Linked DNA regions of Macaca mulatta: region 2 is linked to region 1. The links are chromatin contacts, called in public Micro-C maps. All regions are on one chromosome and are shown on one strand. Each heading gives the region's core, a stretch centred on a gene start, on an enhancer-like site or on the middle of the called end of the contact. The rest is flanking DNA. Distances are from core to core; before and after follow the strand shown.

Region 1 (7,719 bases), core at 3,984-6,483:
ATTACAGGCATGAGCCACCACACCTGCTTCTCACCAGCATTATTTTTAAATTGGTCCCACATGCAGCCCAGTTTGAGAACTGTTACTCCAACCTCTTTCTCTCCTACTGCAGAGAGCATTGGAGTAGAAGTGAGAGAGATTGTTATATGGATAACTTTGAATCTGCTCAGATTTATTTAAAAACTTCAGTCCTTTAATTTTTGGGTTTTTTTTTAAACAGAGTCTCATTCTGTCACCTAGGCTGGAGTACAGTGGCGCAATCTCGGCTCACTGCAACCTCTGCCTCCTGGTATAAGCGATTCTCCTGCCTCAGCCTCCCCAGTAGCTGGGATTACAGGCACATGCCACCATGCCCGGCTAAGTTTTGTATTTTTAGTAGAGGCGGGGTTTCACCATGTTGGCCAGGCTGGTCTCGAACTCGTGATCTCAGGAGGTCCGCCTGCCTTGGCCTCCCAAAGTGCTGGGATTACAGGCATGAGCCACTGCACCTGGCCCAGTCCTTTAATATTAAAAACAAGTTGCTTGTGACATATTTCACAGCTAAACAAGGCACCCCAGCATGGGCTGCTGATTTAAAGGAATCCAGTGACTTTTGAAAGTGACCTCTAGCAAAGCAAATGGTGCCCCCATTGATTTGTCCCCAAGGGCCTCCCTGGAGTTTGCATAATGTGAGGCCCCTGGTCACTGGCCCCCTTCTTCCCTGCAGCGGCAGTGATGGAGCACCTGCATCTGGCCCTGAGACCCATCTGCTGCCTCCCACCGCTGCTCACTCGGAGTGAGGTAAGTGGGCTGCTGCTGTGGGAGCCTGGGCCCTGCTCCCCATCCCTCCCTTCCCACCTCTCCCCACCATCCCCACTGCTACCACTCCTTACCCCTTTGACACCATGACGATGGATGCTTATCTGAGGTCTCAGAACTTTCCATGTGGGCCCAAAGCTGGTGCTATTTCTGTTATGATTACCCCAACCTCTGGGTTTTTGCTGAGGCTGTGGGTCTGAAATGTGACAGCTCCAAGCCCATCCATCAACACTGTTTTTTTCATTCATAAGCATCTTGTCTTTCCACCAGACTGGAGGTTCCCCAAGGCAAGTTTCAGGCCATTCACTTCTTTGAATGCTACCAATCCCACCAACTCTCAACACACACACATATACACACACACACACACACACACCAGCTTGGTGGTACTAGGCTCATAGTTCATGCTTACTGAATAATGAGTATATATTAAGTACCTACTATATACAGAATATAATTATTTTTATGAGACAGGGTCTCACTATGTTGTCCAGGCTAGTCTCAAACTCCTGAGCTCAAGAGATCCTCTTGTCCAGTTGTGGTGGCTCACACCTATAATCCCAGTGCTTTGGGAGGCTGAGACAAGAGGATCACTTGAGGCCAGGAGTTTGAGACCAGCCTGGGCAACACAGAAAGACCTCATCTCTACAAAAAATTTTACAATTAGCCAGGCAAGGTGGTGTATGCCTTTAGTCCTAGCTCAGGTGGGGGATCACTTGAGCCCAGGAGTTCGAGGCTGCAGTGAGCCACGACTGCACCACTGTACTCCAGCCTAGGCAACAGAGACTCTGCCCCTAAAAACCAAAAAAAAAAAAAAAAAAAAAAAAAGAGAGAGAGATCCTCCCTGCTCAGCCTTCTAAATAGCTGAGATTACAGGCATGCACCACCATGCCTGGCTCAGAATTCTCATAATAATGATGATGCAGGTTTATATTTGCTTAGTTAAAAGAGAAGATGTTTTCATCGCAGATTGTAAATAGCAAAGCAATAGGTGGTATTTGAGGTTATTTGCAAAAATCCTTCCAGTCCAGTCGGGCGCAGTGGCTCACACTTGTTCCCAGCACTTTGGGAGGCTGAGGCAGGTGGATCACCTGAGGTCAGGAGTTCAAGACCAGCCTGGCCAACATAGTGAAACCTTATCTCTACCAAAAATACAAAAATTATCTGGGTGTGGTGGCACATACCTGTAGTCCCAGCTACTCGGGAGGCTGAGGCAGGAGAGTCGCTTGAACCTGGGAGGTGGAGGTTGCAGTGAGCTGAGACCACACCACTGCACTCCAACCTGGGTGACAGAACAAGACTCCATCTAAAAAAAAAAAAAATCCTTCCAGTCCACTCCCATTTGATTGTCTCTGATGCCTTGCTAAGTTAAAAAGGTCAAAAAAAAAAAAATCATGCTCTCCATTTTATGACAAAAAATTGAGCATTAGGAAAATTATTGATTTGTCCAAGGCCACACCATACTGGAATTGGCTTCAGACTCCATGTTCAGTGCTCTTTAATAAGGGCAGTCAGAGGGGGAGAGTGGAGAATGGGCCACAGAAAGAAGTAGTCACCTATGGCTTCTCCTTTGAACTATCCGGATCAGTAGAGGAGAGAATAAGATGATACCATCTCTTGAGTGGTGACAATATGCCAGGCACTGTGCTTTATGTCATTTAACTGAGTTGTAGACGCCATTGTCCTCTCCATTTAGAGAGGTGGAAGTGAGACACACAGTGAAATAACCTGCCCGTGATCACACACTTAAATGGTAGAGCTGGGACTTGAACCCAGACCTCAGTGATTTCAAGCTTAACCATTAGCTTGTGAAAATGCATCAGGAATCACATCCATAAAATAGCTGCCAGGGTGCAGCTGAATTGTGGTCAGGCAGGGACTTGGCTCCTCTCCCTCTTCTTTAAGTTGGGGATTTCCTTGTTCAGTTCAGGGGCAGTGTCCTTAACTGTGGAAGTTCCTTGGCTGTGGCTCGGGTACCCTCTGCTGGTCAGTCTGTGACACACCAACCAGCCCTCCAGTTTGACTTTATAGCCTTTAACGCATTTAACATGTATTCAGCATCTCCTGTGGTACCAGGCACTGTGCTGAGCAATGGAGGCAAGAAGACATAGTCCTTGCCCTCGGGGAGCTCCTAGTCCAAAGGGGAAGACAGCCCACGAACCAGGCAACTCAACACTGTAATTAGAGCCACTTTTGGGAAAATCGCGAGAAACTCCAGTGCACACAGAAGGGGCGCCTAAGCCAACTCTGAGGAAGTCAGAGAAAGCTCCCCAGAGGAGGTGACATCTAGTGTGTTAGGGACCCTGCTTATCTAGCATAACTCAGCTCCTGTGCTCCCCAAAGCTCTGCACTTAATGACTGAGACAAAAACGGACAAACACTGGTCTTTCTCCTCACCCCCCATTAAGCATCCAAGACCACAGGTTTGACCCCAGGGGCTGTTTCAGTGCCATGGGAGAATCCAGCAGCTGGTGGATTATTCCCCAGGGTCTGGCTGAGGCACAAGAGAGGAAGAAATGAGTCAGCTGGGAGAGCATCTTCAGATGCCAGCACAGCAGGGAAGAAATTAGGCTAGAACCTGGCTCCCCTGTGTGACCCCGGGCAAGTCACTCAACCTCTCTGATCTTTTTCCAAGTATGCACAGAACAGATAGTGCTAGTACCACCTGAGAGGATTAAATGAGGTAGGGCATAGAAAGGATTTAGCCCAGGCCAAGTGCAGGGTGTGTGTTCCTCAACTGATAGCTATCATTACTACCCTTGACACCAGTGGGCCCCAAGCCATCTGGCAGCAGGGGAAACACAGCTTAGACCCTAGAGAGTAATCAGTTCTGCATAATCGAATTCCTCTCTTAGGGAAGCTTAGTTAATCAGTGAGGGCGTGAAGGCTGCGACTGGGGCCCGCCTGGCCACAGTTGGTCTGGGGTTGGGAGCAGGAAGCCAATGTCGTTTCCTGGAGATGTTTCTGGCAGGCGTTCACCGTCTCCTAGCGGATGCCTAAGAATGTATCAAGGGCCTCCTGAGTCCTAGCACCGTGCTAGGCCGGGAAGATGAGTGTAGGGGTGAGACCTTTCCTTCTTAGGGGACAAGGAGTTAAATAAGGTGCAAATTTAGCGGGGCTGAAGGGGGCGACGCAGAGGTGGCACCCTCCAATAAAAATGAAGATGGAAGGAAGAAATGAAAACCTCTCTAATGAGGGCATCACAGGAGCAAGACGCTGTCCTCGGGTCCTTTTAAATCACTGTGCAATGGAGGGGAAATCCCTGCCCTCTCTTTTCCCTTTCCGTAAACAACGAGGTAGAGGATGCCCCCCTCCCACGAGCCCCGCCCTCGGATGCCCCGCCTGTCCCCGCAGGTGCGCAGCGTGGCCGTGACGCACACCTTCCAGATAGCCAAGGCTCGCGCCCAGCTTGGCTATGCGCCCGACAAGTTCAAGTTCGCCGATGCAGTGGAGCTATACGTGCAGTCCACTACACGGCGGCCCCGCGGCTCCACGGCGCGGACCCTCCTGCGGCTGCTGCTCGGGCTGCTGCTGTTCCTCGGCTTGCTCGCCCTGGCCCTGCACTTCCTAGGCCTGCAGCCTCTGCACTCCTCCGTGGAGCGCCTGTGACCGCCCGCCGCCCGCCGCCCGCCGCCCGCCGGGGTCGGCACTGCTGCACCCTCTCCCACCCGCGGCTCCCTGGGCTAGTACCAGCCCCTGCCCCGCCTTCTGGGTTTGAGCGCGCCTCTGCTCCGCCCCTTGACTCCTAGCCACGCCCCTGAGCCGCCCTCCAGACCTAGCCCCGACCCCCGAATCCTGGCGACGCCCCTGACTACTCCCAGACTTTGCCTCCCGCCCCTCCTGTGTTTTGGCCCCGCCCCCGCCCCGCCCCGCCCTCCGAAGTGGGCATGCTCCCCCTCCACCCCCTGAATCCTGGCCACGCCCCTGGTCGGCCCCGACACCTAGCCCCGAATCCCTTTCCATGTTTTGGCCGCGCCCTTGACCCGCCCTTCAAATTGGGCACGCCTCTTCCCCGCCCCCTGACTTCAGGGCCTAGTCCTGAGCCGCTCTCCAGGCCTAACCCCGCCCCATGTCATAGCCACGCCCCTTCCCCCTCCATGTTTGGGCACGCCTTCTGAGTCTTGGTCACACCCCCGCCCTGCCCTCTGAGTCGTGCCTACGTCCATGTCCCTCCCTCCAAGCCCTGGCCCTGCCCCTTTTTTCCTCCCTCCGGCCTGCCCCGGTTACTGACATGGGCCAAGGCTCACAGCCTCCTCCGCCTTCTGGACCTTCTCCTAGTCTCTGCCCAGTTCCGGTCCGCCCCCAGATTCTCCCTCGTTCTGGTTTCGCCCCTTTTCTGGTCCTCCCCGCACGCTTGAGCCCCCTTGGCTTCTCCTTTTGGGTCTGGCCTTGCTCCTCCCTCTGGGTCCAGTCCCGCCCTTCTCGCGTGTAATTGGGTCCTGGCCCTGCCCCCTCCCTTTCTGGCTTCACCCCTTTCCAGGTCCGCCTCCTGGGTGGGTTCTCCCCAGAGCCTGGCTGCCGGGTCGCTATGGGCTAATGCAGTCTGGGGTGGAGTTGATATGAGTTTGCGCCGTCAGCTGCTGCTCTGTCTGGTAACACTGCTTTCGATCTCCCCGACCCAGTGTTCTGGGCTTCTCATTCACACAGATCTGTGTTGACAGCCAGGGCTTGGGGGAAAACCAGGACGCAAGCTTCTGCCGAGCCCGACTTGGCCTTTTTGGGTTCCTGTCTGAGGATGACAGCATATTAAGCACAGGTTTTAGTACCCGAAAGAGCATCAAAAAATTAAAAAAAAAAAAAAAAAAAAAAAGAGGGCCGGGCGCGGTGGCTCAAGCCTGTAATCCCAGCACTTTGGGAGGCCGAGGCGGGCGGATCACAAGGTCAGGAGATCGAGACCACAGTGAAACCCCGTCTCTACTAAAAAAAATACAAAAAATTAGCCGGGCGCGGTGGCGGGCGCCTGTAGTCCTAGCTACTCAGGAGGCTGAGGCAGGAGAATGGCGTGAACCCAGGAGGCGGAGCTTGCAGTGAGCCGAGATCGCGCCACTGCACTCCAGCCTGGGCAACAGCGTGAGACTCCGTCTCAAAAAAAAAAAAAAAAAAGAGAACTTTTAAAATAATTGGATGTCTCGATGAAGTACCAATAAAGCTATAATGGGAAAAATAGAGTTTAGTTGGTTGCATTTTATGATTTAGTACTATTTCTATTTACTAATTAGAGGTAGTGGTGATCACCATAATCTTTAAAGTTTAAGGTCACAAAACTTCTTAATCTAGCCCTGCTCTCCACAGAAACTTCGCCCCCTATCATCTTGGTGTCAGTTATCAGTTGTGAGTACCAAGACATCAGTGTGTCAGTACAACCAGGTATAGATCGTAGTATGCACACGTGGGACTGGCAGAGAAGAAAAGCATCACAAGGCTGAGGTGGAGGGGATGGAATGGGCTCATCAGAACCAACATGGCCACAGCAGCGTGTGTCCCACTCTGCTGAACAAGGTGGGCAGTTTGGGATGGAGCTAAAAAAAAAAACTGTATGCTGCTCTCTGCTAGGCTGAATTGTAGGTGTGTATATAATTTTTGAAAGATCAATAATAATCCTTTATGTTTATTTAATGCTCGACGGTGTGAAAGGGCTTTCATCTATATGATCTTGTTTAATTCTTACAGCCACTCTTAAATAGGATTTATTATTCTCATTTTATAGATGACGGAAACTGGGGCTTTGTCTCATTCCAAAGAGCAGAGGAGGGTGGGGGTTTCTGTTCTACAGCTGTGGGAATTTGGAGGAGCACCGCCTAAGCCCCCACTGGCCTAAACACAACACGTGGTAACTTCTATTTTTCTACACCCTGGCCATGCCAAGGCTTGCGGTTGAACTCTGGGATTGGTCTCATTCTCTCAGAGCCACAAACCTCGGACCATTTGAAGCTGGCAGTCCTGGGGCTTCCTTTCCTCTCGATAACATGCTTACATCCAAACTCACTTCCTTCCTCTCTTTCTTCTCCCTGCTAATCCTGGGAAATCTATTCTTCGAGCAGGAAAAACAGTGTCACACTGCTCACATTATTTTCTAGATCTTTTGACTAGTGCCAAACCTCAGCTTTTGAAAACCCAAAAGCCAAGAATCAATTTATTTGTTTTCTGGATTTCTCCAACTCATCTATTCCTTAACACTCTGGAAGCAGGATGTCTAAACTCTGGGCATGGGGACAACATGGATCGCTATGTCAAGAAAGCTTTTTTCCTTTCAAGCCTCTTTATCCAATGGAAAAGGAGGTGGCATCCCCACCCAACAGAAAAACTGAATCACTGTAAGAATTTTTGAGATTGCCCAGACCACTAGCCGTGAGGTTCTGAAAGGGCAAGTAGGAGGTTCTAGCTTACTTGGAGACACTAAGGAGAAGCATCACAAATGCAGGAAACAGAGTTGTCACAGTGGGCAGCCCAAGGTAACATAGTCGATTGGAAGGGACCATCAAGACAAAACTCATAAGCTTTCCATTATGGGTGCTAAAGCTATTCCCCATTGTAAACCCAATGCCAGGCATCTAAAAAATCCTCAAGTCTCTCTCATCTTGAAAATATCTTCCCAGCAGGGCGCAGTGGCTCACACCTGTAATCCCAACATTTTGGGAGGCTAAGACTGGAGGATTGCTTGAGGTCGGGAGTTCAAAACCACCCTGGGTGATATGGTGAGAACCCTGCATCTACCCCCCCCCAAAAAAAATAATTAATTAATTAGCCAGATGTGGTAGCACCCAGGAGGCTGAGGCAGGAGAATCACTTGAATCCAGGAGTTTGAGTCTGCAGTAAGCTATGATTGCAGCACTACACTCCAGCCTGGACAACAGGGCAAGACCCCGTCTTTTTTTTTTTTTTTTTTTTTTTTTTTTTTTGAGACGGAGTCTCGCTCTGTCG
Region 2 (7,719 bases), core at 1,791-4,290, 110 kb after region 1:
AGAATTCTACTTAAAAAGTGTGATTTATATAGTTTTTGATGTGTGTAAAGCATCACCAGCATTAGCAGAGTTCCTGCCTAATTCCCCCATTCAGTCTCCTTAAGCATTGACTCCACTCCCTGTGTTGAACAGCATAATGGAGAAAGTAACCCATGTAAATGACAGAGGGAAAGAGAAACGATAGAGAATGATAGAGGAGAAAACTTCAGATATGAGGGAGATTTGAGAGTTCTTACACCAATAAATGTGAAAAATCAAGTAATGGGCTTTGTTTTCCCAGAAAATGACAACTTGCCAAAATTGACTTAGGAAGAAATAGAAAACATGAGAAGAAATAGAAAAAAAAAAAAGTCATCAAAAATCATACACTTTGGCAAAATGGAAAAATATATGCATATCTATATCTATATAGAGAGGGTCTCCTCTCTCACCCAGGCTAGAGTGCAGTGCCTGAATCTCGGCTCACTGCAGCCTTGACCTCCCTGGCTCAAGGGATTTTCTGACCTTGGCCTCCCAAGTAGCTGAGACTACAGGCATACGCCACCGTGCCCGGCTAATTTCTTTTCTTTTGCTTTTTGGTAGAGACAAGGTTTCTCAACGTTGCTTAGGCTGGTCTTGAACTTCTGGCGTCGAGCGATCCTGCCACCTCAGTCTCCCAAAGTGCTAGGATTACAGGAGTGAGCCACCAAGACCAGCCTATTATTAATATTATTATAATATAATACTAGGTAAAGTATAAATATAGTCTAGCAATTTCATTTCTAGTGTATACCCTAGAGAAATGTCCATACACAAGACAAGGAGCCATGTGCAAGGGTACTTCCTGCCATATCGTGCGTAATGACAAAAATTTAGTAACAACTTAAAAGTTGTTCATGGCATGGAATGAATGAATTAGATCTATAGGCATCGTAACAGACCTCAAAAACACAATGTTGGGCCTGGCACAGTGGCTCATGCCTGTAATCTCAGCTACTTGGGAAACTGAAGTAGGAGAATGACTTGAGCCCAGGAGATCTAGGCTACTATTGTGCCACTGTACTCTAACCTGGGTGACAGAGCAAGACTCTCTTAAAATAATAATAATAATACTGTTGAAATGAGAAAAGCAAGTTTTAGATATCAGTACAATGTGCTAACATTTATATAAATGAAAAACAGATAACCATTTTATGTGTTATTCATAAGTTTTATATGTAAAAATGTAAGAAATTATTGGAAAGATACACATCAAATTCATGACGGTTATAGACAGGGGAGAATGTTCGGGAGGGGACTTTATTTTTATTTGTAACGGTCTAATAATTTCTATTTGTAATAGTGTGATCTATTTTTCTTTATTTATTTTTGAGACGGAGTTTCACACTGTCGCCCAGGCTAGAGTGCAGTGGCGGAATCTCGGCTCACAGCAACCTCCGCTTCCCAGGTTCAAGCGATTCTCCTGCCTCAGCCTCCCAAGTAGCTGGGATTACGGGCGCGTGCCACCACGCCAGGCTAAATTTATATTTTTAGTAAAGACGCTTGAACCCAGGGGGCGAAGGATGCAGTGAGCGGAGACCACAGCACTGCACCCCAGCCTGGACAAGAGCGAGACTCCATCTCAAAAAAAAAAAAAAAAAAAAAAAAAAAAAAAGAGAGAGAAAAGAAAAAAGAAAAGAAAAAAAAAAGCCACAATAATGATAGTCATTAATTTAATGCCAGGTGGTGGCACTATGGATGATGATTTTTTTTCTTTGTAATTTTTGTACATTTTTGTACAAAAGATATATAGTGTTTTAGTCCATTTTCTGTTGCTTATAACAGAATACCTGAAACTGGGTAATCTGTAAAGAAAAGGAAGTTACTTATTACAGTTATGGAGGCTGATAAGTCCAAGCGCAAGAGTGTGCATCTGACGAGGGCCTTCTTGCTGGTGGGGTACCCCTGCAGAGTCCTCAGGCAGTACAACCCATCATATGGAGGGGGTGCTGAGCTGTTCACTTGCTGGCTCAGGTCTAGCACTTATAAAGCTCCCACTTATAAAGCCATCAGTCCCCCTCCCAAGATAACCTATTAATCCATTAACCCATGAATCCATGAATAGATTAATCCATTCATGAGGGCTCCACCCTCATGATCTAATCACCTCTTAAAGGGCCCACCACACAATACTGCCACATTGGGGATTAAATTTCCAACACATGAAATTTGGGGGACACATTCAAACCATAGTACATATTAAACTGATAATAATGGTTACTTAACCTCTGCGGAGGGGCCTAGGATGCGAGTCAAGAGTCAAAGAGCATTTGTACCTTATCTGCAAAGTTTAAATATTTTACAATAATTCGTGTGTTATTTGTGTAAGTAAAAATTTAAACACATAATTTCTCAGAGACAACTGCCCAGACCAGCCCCCGGGTTTGGCCGTCAGATCCCCTAGGGCGTGTTTCTGATCAGATCGATTTCTTCTCCCGGAGACACGCAATCCGGGTCGTATGGATTACTTGTGAGTTAACCAGGGGTCTCCAGGGTAACCATCCATCTCAGAGTACAGTTTCTAAAAATGAGTTTTGCTCTAATACCTATTCGGAACAAACCTGGGTCTAAAAACTGGAGCAAGTGTTTATTTTCCAGCACACGGCTTTTTAAAATAATTCTATAGGGATCAGCTTGAACACACATTAAACAAAAAAACCTCAGCGAAAACGCCTCGCGATTTCCAGATGAAATGCGAATGCAAAAGCATTAAGTAGCGTTCTGGCAAATACTCTCTCCAGCTGGGTAGCGTGGCCGAGCGGTCTAAGGCGCTGGATTAAGGCTCCAGTCTCTTCGGGGGCGTGGGTTCGAATCCCACCGCTGCCAGGGTTGGTTTCTTTTTGTTCCCCGCTGCATACACGCCCGGCTGTTTTGCGCGTGCCATCAGCGCCCCCTGCTGCAGGGCGGGGCTCACGGCCTGCATGAATGGCGCGGCGGAGGGGGCGGAGCCGTGTGCGCCGGGGCGGGGCATTGTGGGTAAGAGGAAGCGCTGGGGCCGGCCCGCTCCCCCCACGTGTCCGCCGGAGTTTCTCCACCAGCAACATGGCCGCCGCCTGAGAGGAGAGCCGGGCCGCCGCCGCATCTGCAGCCCGCGGGTAACTGGGCGGTTGCCGCCGTCCGCGCTCGGCCCCCGCGGAGAGGTGAGTCCCATCTTGGCAGCGCCCGAGCTGGGGCTTGAGCCGGACCGCACTCATGACGTGGGTCTGGGCTAGATTCCCGAGTAGGCCAAGGAGGCCCGCGCCGCGCCGTGCTGAGGGGCTGGGGGCCTCTCGGGACTCGGGCGGGAGGAGGGGCAGCCGGCTCCAGGCCGACCCCGGACTCCTACTTCCCCGACCCGACACCTGGGAGTTGGGGAGGCCGCGGCCGACGCTGCCGGCGGTGACTCAGGGTCCTGCCGACCTGCCCCACCCGGGCCTGGGGGTCATCCTACGGAAGGAACACCTGTCCTCGGCGTCGGGTGTGGTGGCGGCTCGCGGCAGGGACTGCGTGGTGGGCGTGAGAAGGGGTCCTGACCACCCGCGAGGGAGCAGAAACCCATTGGACAGCGAGGCTCGGGGTCGGCGGCCCGCCCCGATGGGCAGGGAGGGCACCTGCGCCTGCCGGAGCCCCCTCTTCGCAGCTGAACCGGATTAGCTTCTGCCTGGCGAGGCCTGGGATTCCTCATTCATTTATTCAGGCAACCATTCAGTGTTTACTGAGCCAACTCTGTGCTCCGGATACGGCCCTGACCATTCGGTCCGAGGAGGTGTCAGTAAACAAACAAGGTCGTTCCTTTGGGTTAGCTTTAGAATTCCTTGGGCTTGGAGGCGGAAAGAAGAGATCTTAGCGATCTCAACAGTTCCTCATCTGTGAAATGGGGATAATAGAAATTCCTACCTCATAGGGTTGTGGTGATGGCTCATTAGAAACCAGGTGACGCTCCTGCTTGCAGCGTTTTTACCCGCCTACATTGGCAGAAAACATGTTGTCAAGTAATAACGAACCTTCCCATAGGTTACGTTTATTACCGTCTTTACTCCTCCCCGCAGCTGTCTGTAGGTCGGTACTTAGTTTCCCTACTTTAGGGATGAAAATAGGGAAGAATACCAGACGTAGACAACTCAAGTAGGTCACAGATGCGAAGCAGCTGCGGTGGGATTTGAACCCGCGTAGTTTTGCTCCGGAGTTCAGGCTCTTACCCACTTAACCATACTGCCTTTTATCGAAGATCTGTGCAGTATACTGGTTAAGAATAAGAATAAGGATCTTTGATATCAACGAGACCCTAGTTTCTGTCCTGATTCCACCTCGGATGAGTTACTTCTCTCTCAACCTCAGTCTCCTCATTTCCAAATTGAAGATGATAAATCTCTATTAATAGGGCTAATGAGAAGATTAAATATAAAGTATTCTTTGTACTATATTGAGTGTCAACTTCGTGCCAGGCACTGTTCTAGGTATTGAGAGAACTAGCAGTGGATATATATTTTTTTTAATCTTCATTTCATAGTTGAGGAAACTGAAGCACTGAGAAGCCTTCATGGAGCTTACATTCTATTGCAGAAGACAACACCTGAGCAAATAGACCAGGTAGTTCCAGATTAAGGTGAGACCCATTAAGGAAAGAAAATAGAGATGTGGTAGTGCCTGGGAGGAAGTTAGGGGAGGCTTTTAAAATAGGGTGGCCAGGGAACCTATCCTCTCCTGCAGGCGGTGATGATATTTAATAAAAAGGAGCAACCTTGGAAATCCCTGTGGGGGAATAGATGATGTGCAAAGGACCTTGGGTGGACTGGGGCTTGGCTTGGTGGAGGCCCAGCAAGTGGCTACCAGCCTGGATGGTCAGGGGAAGTCAGAGACAAGATCATGTAGGGCCTTAGGCGGCTCATGGAAAGGAGTTTGGGTTTTGTTTTATGTGACAGTGACAGTTGACAGGTTTTAGGCAGGGAAATAATGATTTACTTTTTTTTTTTTTTAAAGATGAAGTCTTGCTGTGTTACCCAGGCTCGAGTGCAGTGGCAAGATCTCAGCTCACTGCAACCTCTGCCTCCTGGGTTCAAACGATTCTTCTGCCTCAGCCTCCCAAGTAGCTGGGATTACAGGTGTGCATCACCACACCTGGCTGATTTTTGTATTTTTAGTGGAGACGGGGTTTCACCTTATTGGCCAGGCTGTTCTGGAACGCCTGACCTCAGGTGATCTGCCTGCCTCAGTTTCCTAAAGTGCTGGGATTACAGGCGTGAGCCAGCGTGCCTGGCCCCGCCCCGAATAGAGATAGAGTCTCACCCGTGACTCAGGATGGAACACAGTGGTGTGATCATAGCTCACTGCAGCCTCAAACTCCTGGATTCAACCAGTCCTGCTGCCTCAACTTCCCAAGTCATTGGGACTGCAGGCCACGCTGGGCTAATTTTTTTTTTTTTTTTTTTAAAGAGAGACCGGGGGTGGGGGGGGTCTCACTATGTTGCTCAGGCTGGTCTTGAACTCCTGGTCTCAGGCAGTCCTTCCACCTAAGCCTCCCAAAGTGTTGGGATTACTGGCATGAGCCACCACGCCAGCCTTTCCAAGGACTCACTGTTGCTGGGAGACTTTGAGGCAGGTAGCCATAGGGAGACATGGATGAGTTCTTTTCACATTGCAGATTGAGATTTATTAGTGGGAAGTAAAATTGATTTAGTGGAATTGAAGCTAGCATTTTTTGTTTTGAATGAATGAAGTAGAAAACATCACTGCCTGACATATAGTAGAGACACAGTTATATGAAACCTTGTTTCAGTTACGCAACTGTATGTATGTTCTGGGTTATTTATATGAGATGAATCTCATGTTGTTGTTTTTTTCCCCAGAGACGGAGCCTTGCTCTGTCACCCAGGCTGGAGTGCAGTGGCCCGATCTCGGCTCACTGCAAGCTCCGCCTCCTGGGTTCACGCCATTCTCCTGCCTCAGCCTCCCGAGTAGCTGGGACTACAGGCGCCCGCTGCCACGCCCGGCTAATGTTTTGTATTTTTAGTAGAGATGGGGTTTCACCGTGTTAGCCATGATGGTCTTGATCTCCTGACCTTGTGATCTGCTCGCCTCGGCCTCCCAAAGTGCTGGGATTACAGGTGTGAGCCACTGCGCCCGGCTGAGATGAATTTCTTACTGTGGTGGATCTTAGGCTGAAAACTTTGAAAGCCACTGAGTTGGATCACCTCAACCTGGAGGATGAAGGGAGGTGACACTCTTTGTATCAACCCAGATGTACTATCCAGAGGGAGGAGCTCCAGCTCTCTAGCTGACAGGGCACCTTAGCCTCCCTGATCCCTGGCAACGCAGAGGCCAACAGGGCATAGCAATAGCAGAGAAAGAATGATTGTGTCTTTGGAAGCTCCCAGGCCACACCCTCAATGCTTATGATCTGTCCCCTTGCTCACCTGGCAGGCTCCAGCCTCTCAGTTGTCCACTGCCGAGCTGCAGAGAAGGCAGAAGCTTGACATGTCTGTGGTGCTTGGCAGCCAGTGCAGATGGGGTCAGGCCTTGGGCTCTCCCCTCCACGCTGCCCTCTGTCTGCACAGCAGAGAGTCGAGATGCACCTGAAACTATCGAGATGCAACTTCTGATTTTCATTCTATCCTCCATCTCTGGGACTGTTACGATAGCCTGTTTCCCTGAAGTTTCTCTTTCTACCCCCTCCATATCTTCCTCTGCCCGAAATCCTTCTGTAGCTTCCTATTAAATAGCATTCCCATGGTTCATTTATTTAGACAACAAACATGTATTGAGTGCCTGCTATGTACTGGGCACTTGGGGTACCACAAGGGACAAAATAGACCAAAATCTCTGCCTTCACGTAGCTTACAGCTTAGTGGCAATAGAGGTGGGCACAGATGCAGAGCTGTAAACTGTCACATGGTGATAGACACCTGCTCTGGAGAAAACCAGAGCAGAGAAGGGAATTGAGGGGTGGGGAAGGCAGTTTGCAATTTGATTTGGAGAGGGAAGGTCTTAGCCATAAGGTGACATTTGAGCAAAAACCTGAAAGAGGTGAAGTGGGGGCCATGAGGTTATCAGGCGGGTAGAGCAGCTACACATCCCCAGAGGTGGGTTTAGAGAGGAGAGGAGGGTAGGAGGCTCGTGGGAGATGAGGTCTGGCAGGTCAAGGGGCAGGAGATTGTTTAGGGTTTACATGGGGTGATAAAGACTTTGGCTTTTATCCAGGTGCGGTGGCTCACACCTGCAATCCCAGCACTTTGAGAGGCCGAGGCAGGCGAATCACTTGAGGCCAGGAGTTCAAGACCAGCCTGGCCAATGTGGCAAAGCCCCGTCGCTACTAAAAATACAAAAATTAGCTGGGCAGATGGTGCATGCCTGTAATCCCAGCTACTTGGGAGGCTGAGGCACGGTAATCACTTGAACCTAGGAAGCAGTGAGTCAAAATCATGCCAGTGCACTTTGGCCTGGGCGACAGAGCGAGACATGTCTTAAATAAACAAATAAATAAATAAATATTAGATAGTTCAAATGTTAAGTAGATCAGACAAAAATCATGCCTGGCCAACATGGTGAAATCCTATCTCTATTTAAAATATAAAAATTAGCCGGGTACTGTGGCAGGCACCTGTAATACCAGCTACTTGGAAGGCTGAGGCAGGACAATCACTTGAACCCGGGAGGCAGAGGTTGCAGTGAGCTGATCGTACCACTGCCCTCCAGCCTGGGCGACAGAGCAAGACTCTGTCTCAA

The links. Hi-C and Micro-C count contacts between places; a contact is called where the count stands out from the background.
Region 2: a Micro-C map of CD4 T cells shows a contact between it and region 1, with 19 times the contacts expected there. The contact joins the promoter of POLR3E here to the enhancer-like site in region 1. A contact is called at or near these places in 9 of 14 Hi-C or Micro-C datasets (CD4 T cells, blood, cortical neurons and 5 more).

Annotation. Positions count from the first base shown.
Region 1 is chr20:21,646,283-21,654,001 of T2T-MMU8v2.0, forward strand. SDR42E2 (short chain dehydrogenase/reductase family 42E, member 2) reads left to right here. Exons shown (of 13, transcript XM_015125776.3): 11 at 707-780; 12 at 4,153-5,612; 13 at 5,905-5,962. The coding sequence ends at 4,407. Among named protein-coding and RNA genes, the nearest start is that of TRNAL-UAG, 6.4 kb to the right of the region's middle. Within about 2 kb of position 5,234, at least 37 of the 40 cell types and tissues checked have an H3K27ac peak or open chromatin away from gene starts, as enhancers often do. A contact at or near this core is called in CD4 T cells, blood, cortical neurons and 3 more, where this site is marked.
Region 2 is chr20:21,760,020-21,767,738 of T2T-MMU8v2.0, forward strand. It overlaps POLR3E (RNA polymerase III subunit E), which reads left to right and starts at 3,041. Exons shown (of 23, transcript XR_013411934.1): 1 at 3,041-3,158; 2 at 4,508-4,603. It overlaps TRNAL-AAG (transfer RNA leucine (anticodon AAG)), which reads left to right and starts at 2,763; the gene lies at 2,763-2,844. LOC144338112 (a long non-coding RNA gene) reads right to left here. Exons shown (of 2, transcript XR_013411939.1): 2 at 3,036-5,205.